2 separate regions of the Mus musculus genome follow, and region 1 is linked to region 2. A link is a contact called in public Hi-C data. All regions are on one chromosome and are shown on one strand. Each heading gives the region's core, a stretch centred on a gene start, on an enhancer-like site or on the middle of the called end of the contact. The rest is flanking DNA. Distances are from core to core; before and after follow the strand shown. Region 1 overlaps Slc1a2 (solute carrier family 1 (glial high affinity glutamate transporter), member 2). Region 2 has its middle 20 kb from the start of Commd9.

Evidence for each region. Hi-C and Micro-C count contacts between places; a contact is called where the count stands out from the background.
Region 1: a Hi-C map of pre-B cells shows a contact between it and region 2, with 4 times the contacts expected there. The contact joins two enhancer-like sites. A contact is called at or near these places in 7 of 39 promoter capture datasets (the 3T3-L1 cell line, 3T3-L1-derived adipocytes, embryonic stem cells and 3 more), 2 of 15 datasets of contacts at CTCF or cohesin (large pre-B cells and pro-B cells), 20 of 484 Hi-C or Micro-C datasets (3T3-L1-derived adipocytes, the AtT-20 cell line, B cells and 15 more) and 4 of 115 datasets of contacts at active chromatin or transcription factors (embryonic hindbrain, embryonic midbrain, forebrain and 1 more).

The regions. Positions count from the first base shown.
Region 1 is chr2:102,672,930-102,677,754 of GRCm38.p6, forward strand. All of the region lies in intron 1 of Slc1a2 (solute carrier family 1 (glial high affinity glutamate transporter), member 2), which reads left to right. LOC115489466 (a long non-coding RNA gene) reads left to right here. Exons shown (of 2, transcript XR_003953884.1): 2 at 1-4,825. Among named protein-coding and RNA genes, the nearest start is that of Slc1a2, 17 kb to the left of the region's middle. Within about 2 kb of position 1,717, at least 11 of the 459 cell types and tissues checked have an H3K27ac peak or open chromatin away from gene starts, as enhancers often do.
Region 2 is chr2:101,903,553-101,908,192 of GRCm38.p6, forward strand. No RefSeq gene overlaps it. Among named protein-coding and RNA genes, the nearest start is that of Commd9, 20 kb to the left of the region's middle. Within about 2 kb of position 2,714, at least 71 of the 459 cell types and tissues checked have an H3K27ac peak or open chromatin away from gene starts, as enhancers often do.

The DNA of each region.
Region 1 (4,825 bases), core at 467-2,966, 770 kb after region 2:
TTAGCTAGATTGCTTGATCCGCAAGTCTCAGGATCCTCCTGTCTCTTCCCTTCTGTGCATCTGAGTGCCAGAGTACTAAGTGCTGGTTGGGTCTTTATGTGGGTGCTGGGGCTCTGTGCTCTGGTCTTCATGCTTCTATAACAAGATGTTTAACCACTGAGCTATCTCCCCACCTCCTGGCTGCAATCTATTTCTGTTGCCTTTTGGGCTCTAAATTCTCTTTGGATTCTTTCTGGAACATTTCCATATCACTGTTCCCTTGAAACCTTCTGAAGAATGACTCAGGTCTTTTTCTAACCCTAGACTAACAGATTACATGACCTTGTTGGTGTTCCTATTTGCTTAACACATAGGTACATGGGGATGAATGTACCACAGTGGAACTGTTGATATTTTTCCCTGTAGATTCACCCCTACTTCCTTTCAAGCTCCACGCTCCCCCACTCCCCACCCCCATCTCAGCCAACAGTGCTGCCATAGTACTGAAGTCAGAAATAAAGCTTTGTCCCTGAACTTTTCTCTCCTCTCAGCTCTGATCTGCCAGCTTACCAGGTAAGCCCCTCTCTCCAAATGGTTCCTTAAGCCTTGCCCATTCTCTGCATTGCCACAGGTATGGCTTTAGCCCAGGCAGCAGCTGTTGCTTTCTTGGAGACTGCATAGCTTCCAACCTTTCAGATTTTCCCAAGCCATGCCTGCATCTTGCTTACCCATTTTCCTTCTAAGACCATTTATTTCCATTGTTCTCCTACCATCGACAGCTAGTTAGTGCCTTCTAGAGCATTCTCTGATGATCAGCTTCAATGCCACTCCCTAGAAGGGGCTTTCTGGTCTCCCTTTCTCAATTCTACCCCAGTCTTCTTATTTTCTTCCTTCGTGGCAGCAATTACAGCTTTCAAATATCTTGATTATTTATTCTCTTCTTTCTATGGCTCTCACGGGTGGTAAGAATATTTGAGGACTAGTTGATTTTTGCAAAGTCCTCTGTTAGGATTAACACGGTGCACTTAACATTCACCCATAACTGAATAGATGGTCCTATCCGTGTGAGGGAAGCCGGGGTAGATTCTTAAGAGGGTGACTACTGCGATGGGCTTCTTCCTGGGGGGCTGTTCTGATGTGCTTTGTTCAGGCCTCTCTCAGCACATCATTAGATCAGATAGTGCTAAGTGTTTTCTAGTCTGCCTGCTTACTGTCTTTCAGATCTCTCCGAGGATCGGGACTAGCTTAATTTATTTTCACTTCCTCTTATTATCTCCATCCCAGGGAATGCTGGTGTAATTGAATTGTCTACTTTGGGAAAGAAACTCAGAAGGGCGTGGAGTGGGGGAGAAGAAATAGGCTTAAGCCAGTGAAAAGGCCAGGATTGGGAAAATGTGTCTTTTTGCTCCTTAGGAGGTGATCATCTTCATATGGTGCTGGTGGTCAATGATATATCCCTGCCCAGCAGTCAATAACCAGCCTTCTTATTGCTAAGAGTTAGCAGGGTTCAAGTAGGTTACAAAGCCACCCTTTGGGCAACAGCTCATCTCCTGAAGCCAAAAATAGATTTGCCATGTTCACCTGTGTCCCTGCTCTACTGCCTGGGAAAGACTACAAATTCCTCTCTCTGCACTTCTTTCAGAACACAGTGGATTCTGGTCAGATGAACATCACTGAGCCCTCGCCTTTCCTGAGACTGTCTGTCTCCCTTCAGAACTGTGTCTTTTCTTTTTCCTTGTTCTTTGCAAAGGGAAGCAAGAAGCTGGAATGAATTAGGCATTCAGATACAAAGAAGGGCTCTGAGTCAAAGTTGGTATTTAAATTGCATCAGTGAATAAAACCTGGGGCTTGACAGTTTAACTGCTTATAAAACTGATTTAGAAGAAGAACAGTTACCAGAAGCTGCCGGTTCTGTGGCTAAATTGTTGCTTTTGATTACTACAGAGCTTCTTAGAACATTTAATCATTCCCAGTGGAGTCCCCTTACTGTGACTTCCTGCAGGTAGAGAAATGACATCTTTAAGTATGTGTGTTTGCTGCTAATCCAAAGGAGAATGCTTTACACACACACACACACACACACACACACACACACACACACACATTTCCCCTCTGACATGGACTTCTTTACTTTCCTGGTGCTTGGCTGTGTTTGGGGGTATTTGTTTCGTTCTCTTGGGATAAGAGGGTGAAAACCATTCCAGGAACCGTCGGCAGGACAAACAGCCAGCATCTGAGCCTCCTAGGGAAGTCCTTAGCTGCGGCTTCCCTCATGGCTAGTAGGGTGCACGAATACTAAAAGCCTGCCAGATTCAAATCCAAGTCTGCAGGTTCTGAAATGAAAATAAAATCAAAGTATAAATTCTACATTTTGTAGTTTCCTCTGACACAGAGGCCATTGTAAGTCCCGAGAACCAGGCATGCACCCACGTACTATCTTCCTCCTTCGGGAGACTCATCATGCATTTCTAGTCAAACCACTGTCCAGGCCATCCACCAAACCACTGTCCAGGCCATCCACCATTGTTTGACAAACAGGCCCAACCATTTCTCCCAGCAGGGGGCGCTGTGGGGCTGATGACCACAGGCCGGGCAATGGGATTTTCCTGCCACTCTAAAGCAAGAGCCAGAGGGTGAATGGCTCTTTCCCAGTCCAGCACCAGCTGACCCCTGGATTTTAAAGAAGGAAAGGCCTGATACTTTGATTTTCAAACATTCCAAGTTACCCTGAGTTGTCAAATCAGCCAGAGATCCAGAGTTCTTCGGGGACTACCTTTTGCTGGGAGGAATTTGGCAGTCTTGGTTCTTGTTACCCATTTTGGCCCTAGATCCTCTCTCTCACGTTGTGCTCCTGGATTCTCCTCAGCCAAGTGCAAGAAGGAGCCTTGATTCCAGATTCAGGTACGTGTAAAATGTTTCTGTCTGGGTTATTGACAAACTGGTTTAAGGCGAAGGGGCGATTGTATGATAGATCTGGAGTTGGCTCTAAGGCTGAACGGAAAGGTACTTGAGGAAATAAAGAGAACATTTGAAAGCTTGGAGGCGCCCCAGAATAAATAGTTCAAGAATGAAGGCACAAAAACAGATATTCTTTTCAAAATGACTAACTAGGCACCCCAGAGGGCTAACTTGTGTTTCAAGCCAGTTGGCAACAAGATTAAAGTAGGCATGGAAACCCTGTTTTAGTTAAAGGATACTCTCCCTTAGGAGTCAGCGTCCATATGTCCTCTAAAGGGCTTTCCCCTCTGCCTGTGGCTAAGCTACGGAGGCAAACCAGTGAGGGGGGTGACTTGCTCACATTCTGAAAGCAGGAAAGTCACTGTTCTGCCCCCAGATGTAGTTTTAATGTCTCACTGGAGGCATTTTAAGTGAAGGCTTGGGATCCTTTTGCTACTGGCTCACAGGGTGTTTGTTGAATGGGTAAATGAGCGAGAGCCTCCGGAGAGAAAGCTTGTTAGAGGAGTCTTTATCATAAGAACTTCAGATTTCTCCATCAAGAGCATCTCAGATTACTTGGGAACAAACAGAAAGGACCAGAGAAGGAGAGCCAGCCAGCTTCACCGGCATGTGCTGTAGTGTTTGGCTGGGCCTTTGAATAACAAGTGGCTCCCAACTTGTTATTTTGCTCTGTATCCCACAGTTCATGGCTCCATTTCAGGGAGCCTTGCAGGACCAAGCTTATACGCAGTCCCCCTCATGGTGACCGTAAACAAGCTAAAAGATGAGAAGAGACCCCGAGAACGCCTGCTGCTTAACTGTATGCTAGAGTAGTCGAAGATGAAATACTTTGCATAAAAGAGCTCCTAGGAGCCAGCATTGCACACAGTTATGAGGAAGTTTGAATCCCTACTTAAACCCAAGAAAAACTTCCTGTCTCTTCACTCATTAGCTTAAGACTTCAGGAAAATTAATGAGCCTCTTTAAGGCTGGGTGTCATTTTTAGTTTTAAGTAGGAGCAATGCCACCTACTCAGCAGGGTTTGGCATAGAAGGTATATGTGAAGGACTCTAGGCCCAGTGCCCGGGAGGTGGACATCTCCCAGTAATGGTAACTGTCATTGTTCTTGGAACCATAACTCTCTGGTTACCTGTAGCCTTCTGTGCTTAGCTTGAGCCTTTCACCAGCCTCCTGACTTTCCAGGTTACTTGGTAACATGTAGTCTGCACCCACACGTATGTTTGCTAGGTCTTTTCCATAAAGCTATTGGCGATAAGATTAGAAAGCCGGCCCAGGTGTCTTTGATGGTGTGAGTGGTGTGTTTGCACCTGCGGCTGCCAGGATAGTTTCCCCCTCCGCTGTGCTTTCTACTCCTTACTTGTTAGAATTATTACACACGGTATTCCAAATCTCTGTCTCCTGTGATGGCTGCCCGGATTTTGTACCACAGTCTCGGGTAGAGACATCTACATAACATAGTCAGGTGAAGACGTGAAAAGACAAATCTTCAGGATAAACAGAGGAAAGAGGTCAGTTTGGATAGGTCAAAAGCAAGAAGTTGGGCTGAATAACTGAAGGCACTTGCTGCATTTTCCCAGGTGATTTAGGAAGTGTCTGTAGGAAGCCCGAGTCTGTTAAAGGGCGACTGTTGACTTTCTTAGGGATAAAAGGAGACTAAACTGGTCAGATGGCAGGATGAGGGGTAGGAGAAGGAGGGGAGGAAACATAAGGACACGCTAAAGGCGAATGTGGGTGGGTCTGCCCTTTCCACACGGTAGGAACAGATTGCAAGCCAAACATTTTTATTTTGGAAGCAACTTCTAGGTTGATGGAAATGCACTTGCATAAATCATGTGTCTCCAAGAACAACAAGGTGGCCCAGCTACAGGCAGATGCTGCCGGCCTAGGG
Region 2 (4,640 bases), core at 1,464-3,963:
TCAATACAAGGAGCTTTATGGGTGTCTGGGAGATTGGATATTGTATTTGAATGCAATGACACTGGTGTGAGGTCACACTGAACTTAACCTGGAAAAGTCTGCATACGTCTGGTGCCCTTGCATAATCTGCTTGTATAAGGGACTTGATTGTGTTGCTGTTGTTTGCTTTGTTTGCAAGAATAGACTTGTTTTCTGGTACTATATTTCGGGTTGGGTCAATACGATTTCCGAAGAACCTCTCCCCCACTGATCTCTAAGGAGGTTCTTGCTTGGTGATTTTCTGGTCCCTTCCCCAGGGTGTGGGAATATTTGGGATGTAGACTCTGTCCATCAAAGGGTGACAATCAATCTCTGGGGTGACAGTGCTCCTGGCTGGCCACCACATTCCACTTGCACAGCACAGAGGCGAGCAGCTTAGTCCTGATCAATGTATCTGTCTCTGAGCCTGTAGATGTGCCTCACTCCAGAAAGCCAGGCTGCCTTTCCCTGCCAGGATCAACAGAGCCCCTGGGCTTTGACAGTGAGGCACCCAGAGCTCACGAGCTGCTTCAAACCACCCAGACCCCAGAGGTTGAAAAAGGAGATCAGGGCATTGAGCCAACCCCGTGCCTCTTCCTGTGTCTGCCCATGCCGCTGGATGAGGCTGTGTTGGAGTGTGTATGTGCATGTGGAGGCTGGAGCTTCCTCAGGAACTATCCAGCTCGTTTTCCGAGACGCGGTCTTGGATCATCCTTGAACATGCAAGGCAGATGGGCCAGTGAGTTTCAGGCATCTTCTTCTCTCTTCCCAGCTCTGGGATCACAAGCATGTGCCACCACCCCAGCTTCTTTACTTGAATTCTGGGGATCTAAAACCAGGTCCTTTACTATCTGAGCCATCTCCCCAACGCTGCCGATTCAGTAGCGGAAGAAAGTTTGTGATTTCCCACAGGTGACCTAAGTTTGCCTTGAGTGTGGTGACTTCCAACCCTCCTAGATCAGCCCTGCCGGCTGCCTCTGTGGATCCTGATCGTTGTCCTTTGCCTTCCGTTTCTGATGATTTTCAGTGTGAAGACAAATGGACACCCGAGTGAGCCACTCAGTGAGGTCTCTGCACACACACAGGCCCCCTGCCCAGGCACTGCTAGTCAAGCTCTCTGGCCTGCTGTTCACAAACTTCCAAGATGTGAGTCCAGTGTGGTGAGAATGTTACCACAAGCAAGGAACTCTTATTAGTTATCATTCCTTTTACATTCGTTTCTTTTGTTTCTGTTTAATTTTGTTTGTTTGTTTGTTTTGGATTTTCAAGACAGGGTTTCTCTGTATAATCTTGGCTGTCCTGGAACTCTCTTTAACTACCAGGAGGATAGCTCTGTGTGTGTGTGTGTGTGTGTGTGTTTTAAAATGATGGACTTAGTTTTATGTACATTGGTGCTTTGTCTTCATGCATGTCTGTGTGAGGGTGTCAGATTCTTTGGAACTGGAGTTACAGACAGTTGTGAGCTGCCATGTGGTTGCTGGGAATTAAACCCAGGTCCTCTGGAAGAGCAGCCTGTGCTCTTAACCACTGAGTGACCTCTCCAACCCCTTATGCTCTAATCTAGAAGCTATTGGCCGTCTAGAACTTTGAAGGTTTTCAAGCCATTAACCTGTTTTCAGCCTGTATCCACCGACTTCCAATCCTGATAATTCCTGAACATTCTTTTTGTTTGGTTGGTTTGTTTTTTGGTTTTTGGTTTTTTGTTTGTTTGTTTGTTTGTTTTGTTTTGTTTTGTTTTTCGAGACAGGGTTTCTCTGGCTGTCCTGGAACTCACTCTGTAGACCAGGCTGGCCCGGAACTCAGAAATCCGCCCGCCTCTGCCTCCGGAGGGCTGGGATTAAATGCGTGCGTCACCACGCCTGGCTCCTGAACATTCTTAACTGCATACTGATGACCTTTATACAATCCGATCTTCTTTGGTGCTCACATTTCTATGGTTTAATTCCCCCCACCTCTTTTTAAAGCAGTTTTGAGAAAAGAAAAAAAATTGCTAACGGCAGTAGTACAGGGATGGTGCCAGAGGACCCTAATCTCCACAGAGAGAGTTTGCAGGCCCTGAATGCTTGGGAAAGGCCCGAGTGGGCTTTCTCCCTCTGCCTGATCTTCCCCATTGTTTCTGTGGTCCTGCCGAATGCCTGCCTTTCTCCAGCCTCGTCCCACAGCCTGAGTACCCGGATGATGGGCAGTTCCTGTCGGTACCGAGTTTCCAGCTATAAAGTGATAGCCTGTCTCTGGGATTCATTTCATAAAAGATGTCACTGGTCACGAGGTCTTACTATCTTCTGAGGTGACTCAAAAAAACTAACTATAAGGCCTAAAATCCAAACAGGAAGGCAATCGCCGCCTGCTGCTCGGCTAGCTGCAGCTGGAACTTGCATGATAAGCCCAGCAGATGGCGCACTTGTTCTCTCGATCTCATCTGTCTTAGTAATGAAAACAAAGACCGGGAAAGGTGAGGTGGCAGCAGACCTCTCCCAGAGCCCGGGCTAGGGAGAGGCTACCTGTAAAAGAGGCCCTCAGATCCAGGCCTGTTATCTCGTTATCTCCTCAGGGCAGCAAAGGTTGGAAGAAGGAGAAGTGGTAGCAGGGACAGACTCCCAGGGACCCCTTTCAGGACTTTTCCCCTAATGCCCCGATGCATCTGCCACAGGCTAGTAAATCCAAGAATCTGTACCTTTGGACCGGCCAGACACAGCTTCGCCAAACAAGGTTTGTGCGCGGCAACCACAGGTCCAGGATTCAGCCAGCAGAGAACTTTCTGTACCATGGGTGGATAGTGGAGGCAGGATGCAGGTCTAGGGCTGCTTGAACTAAATCTCGATTTCTTCATCTGTATAAGAAAGAGATTAAGCTTAACTCTTCCTGACAGCACTGCTTGGAGGAGGTTAATTATGTATGAAGGTATCTGAGTCGGGGAGGGTGCCCATCCATGGCGGGTACATGTCTGCTCTGCGTGCTGCCTCTTCTAGGTAAGGCCCTGTGCAGAATGCCCCAGTTCTGGTGTGAAGGGGGTTTGCTGTGTTCTGACCCCCACCCCCATGGCTGGTGAGGAGCCCAGGTAACTTTCTGGACTTCCTTGCTTCGGGCTCAACAGCTTTCTCCTATTTCTGTTTTCTCCTCCTCCTCCTCCTCCTCCTCCTCCTCCTCCTCCTTCCTCCTTCCTCCTCCCCGTCCTCCTCCTCCTCCTCCTCCTTCTCCTCCTCCTCCTCCTTCTCCTCCTCCTCCTCCTTCTCCTCCTCCTCCTCCTTCTCCTCCTTCTCCTCCTCCTCCTTCTCCTCCTTCTCCTCCTCCTCCTCCTCCTCCCCCTCCTCCCCCTCCTCCCCCTCCTCCTCCTTCTTCCTGCTGCTCCCACTGTCTGACTAGAGTCTAATGGCATTCCCCTGCCCCAAATTCTTAATGGCTCCTTAATGCCCCAGAATGAAGGCTAAACTCAGAATTGATACTCAATGTCCTTCATAACCAGCTTTCCACCTACATTTTAAGCTTTTGGAACAAAATTGAAGAAATTGACTTAAATCTGAATTAACAGGGTAGAGTTCTGAGGATGGAGGGAATAGAAGTTGTTGGTAACAGGCATGGACGGGTCTGGCTACCAAGAATGGAGTCCCCCCTACTTCTCATATTATGTATTTTTTTTCTCTTGTTCTCTTACTGTGTCAGAAAGTGTCTTGCTATATAGTTCAGGCCAGCTTCAAATTCATGATTCTCCTGCCTCAGCTTCCTCTGAGGGTGTGGTGACCTGTCCTCTTGATGTGCCTTTCCTTAAGCACAGAGTCTAGGTTTTGCTAATTATTTTGTCCCTAGCAGCTAAGACAGTGTCTGCAGTTATAGATGCTCAGTCAGTACTCACTGGAATGCATGCGAGCATGAATGACTGAGAATGAATGAATGAATGAATGTCCTGAATGTGCCAAAGGTTGACTAAGCAACTATCCCCAGTGTTCACTAGCTCCTGGCCTTTTCTAACCTGAGAAGCAGAATGGGGTGGGGGAGGGGCATTAGAACAGTGCAGCCAAAAGCAAGAAACCAGAGCATTCTTGATCTAGCAACAGGGGGACGTCGTGATGACAAGGACTACAACTGTTGTGCCCACAGCCTCTTAGAACACTCCATCCTAAACCTCCCAGGAAGGTCAACCTGACTGTAGGGCTCTGGTCAGTCAGAGGGTGTGCTTGTCCAGCCATCTGTTTCCCAGGATACCATTTCCCTAGCACAGATGGCACCCGGACCTTCCTCACTGTGTCAGCGAGCTGCGGAGGACCCAGCATTGCTGAGGCTCAGCCTGGTCTCTTTCGACCCCGTTTTCTCCATCACTCGCCTCCCCTCCACCCTCCATATGGCTGCCTCACTTCGGTGTCCTCCCAAAAGAACTCCTCCTTCTGTCTGGCTGCTTAGCACCTCACAGATGGGAATCTAGAACATTTGGGAGAGGTTAAAAAGCAGTTTCAAACTGTCTGTTTTCTTTTTCTCAAGCTGGGGATTGAACCCAGGGCCTTGCATGTTTGACAGGTGGTCTACTGCTGAACTCTAACCCCGGCCCCCAGTGCCCTTGTCATTGCTTAGGAGGGCATCTGTTTCCCTGTCACCATCCCAGGAATCCTTTTCTCACCTGGAATCCTGGA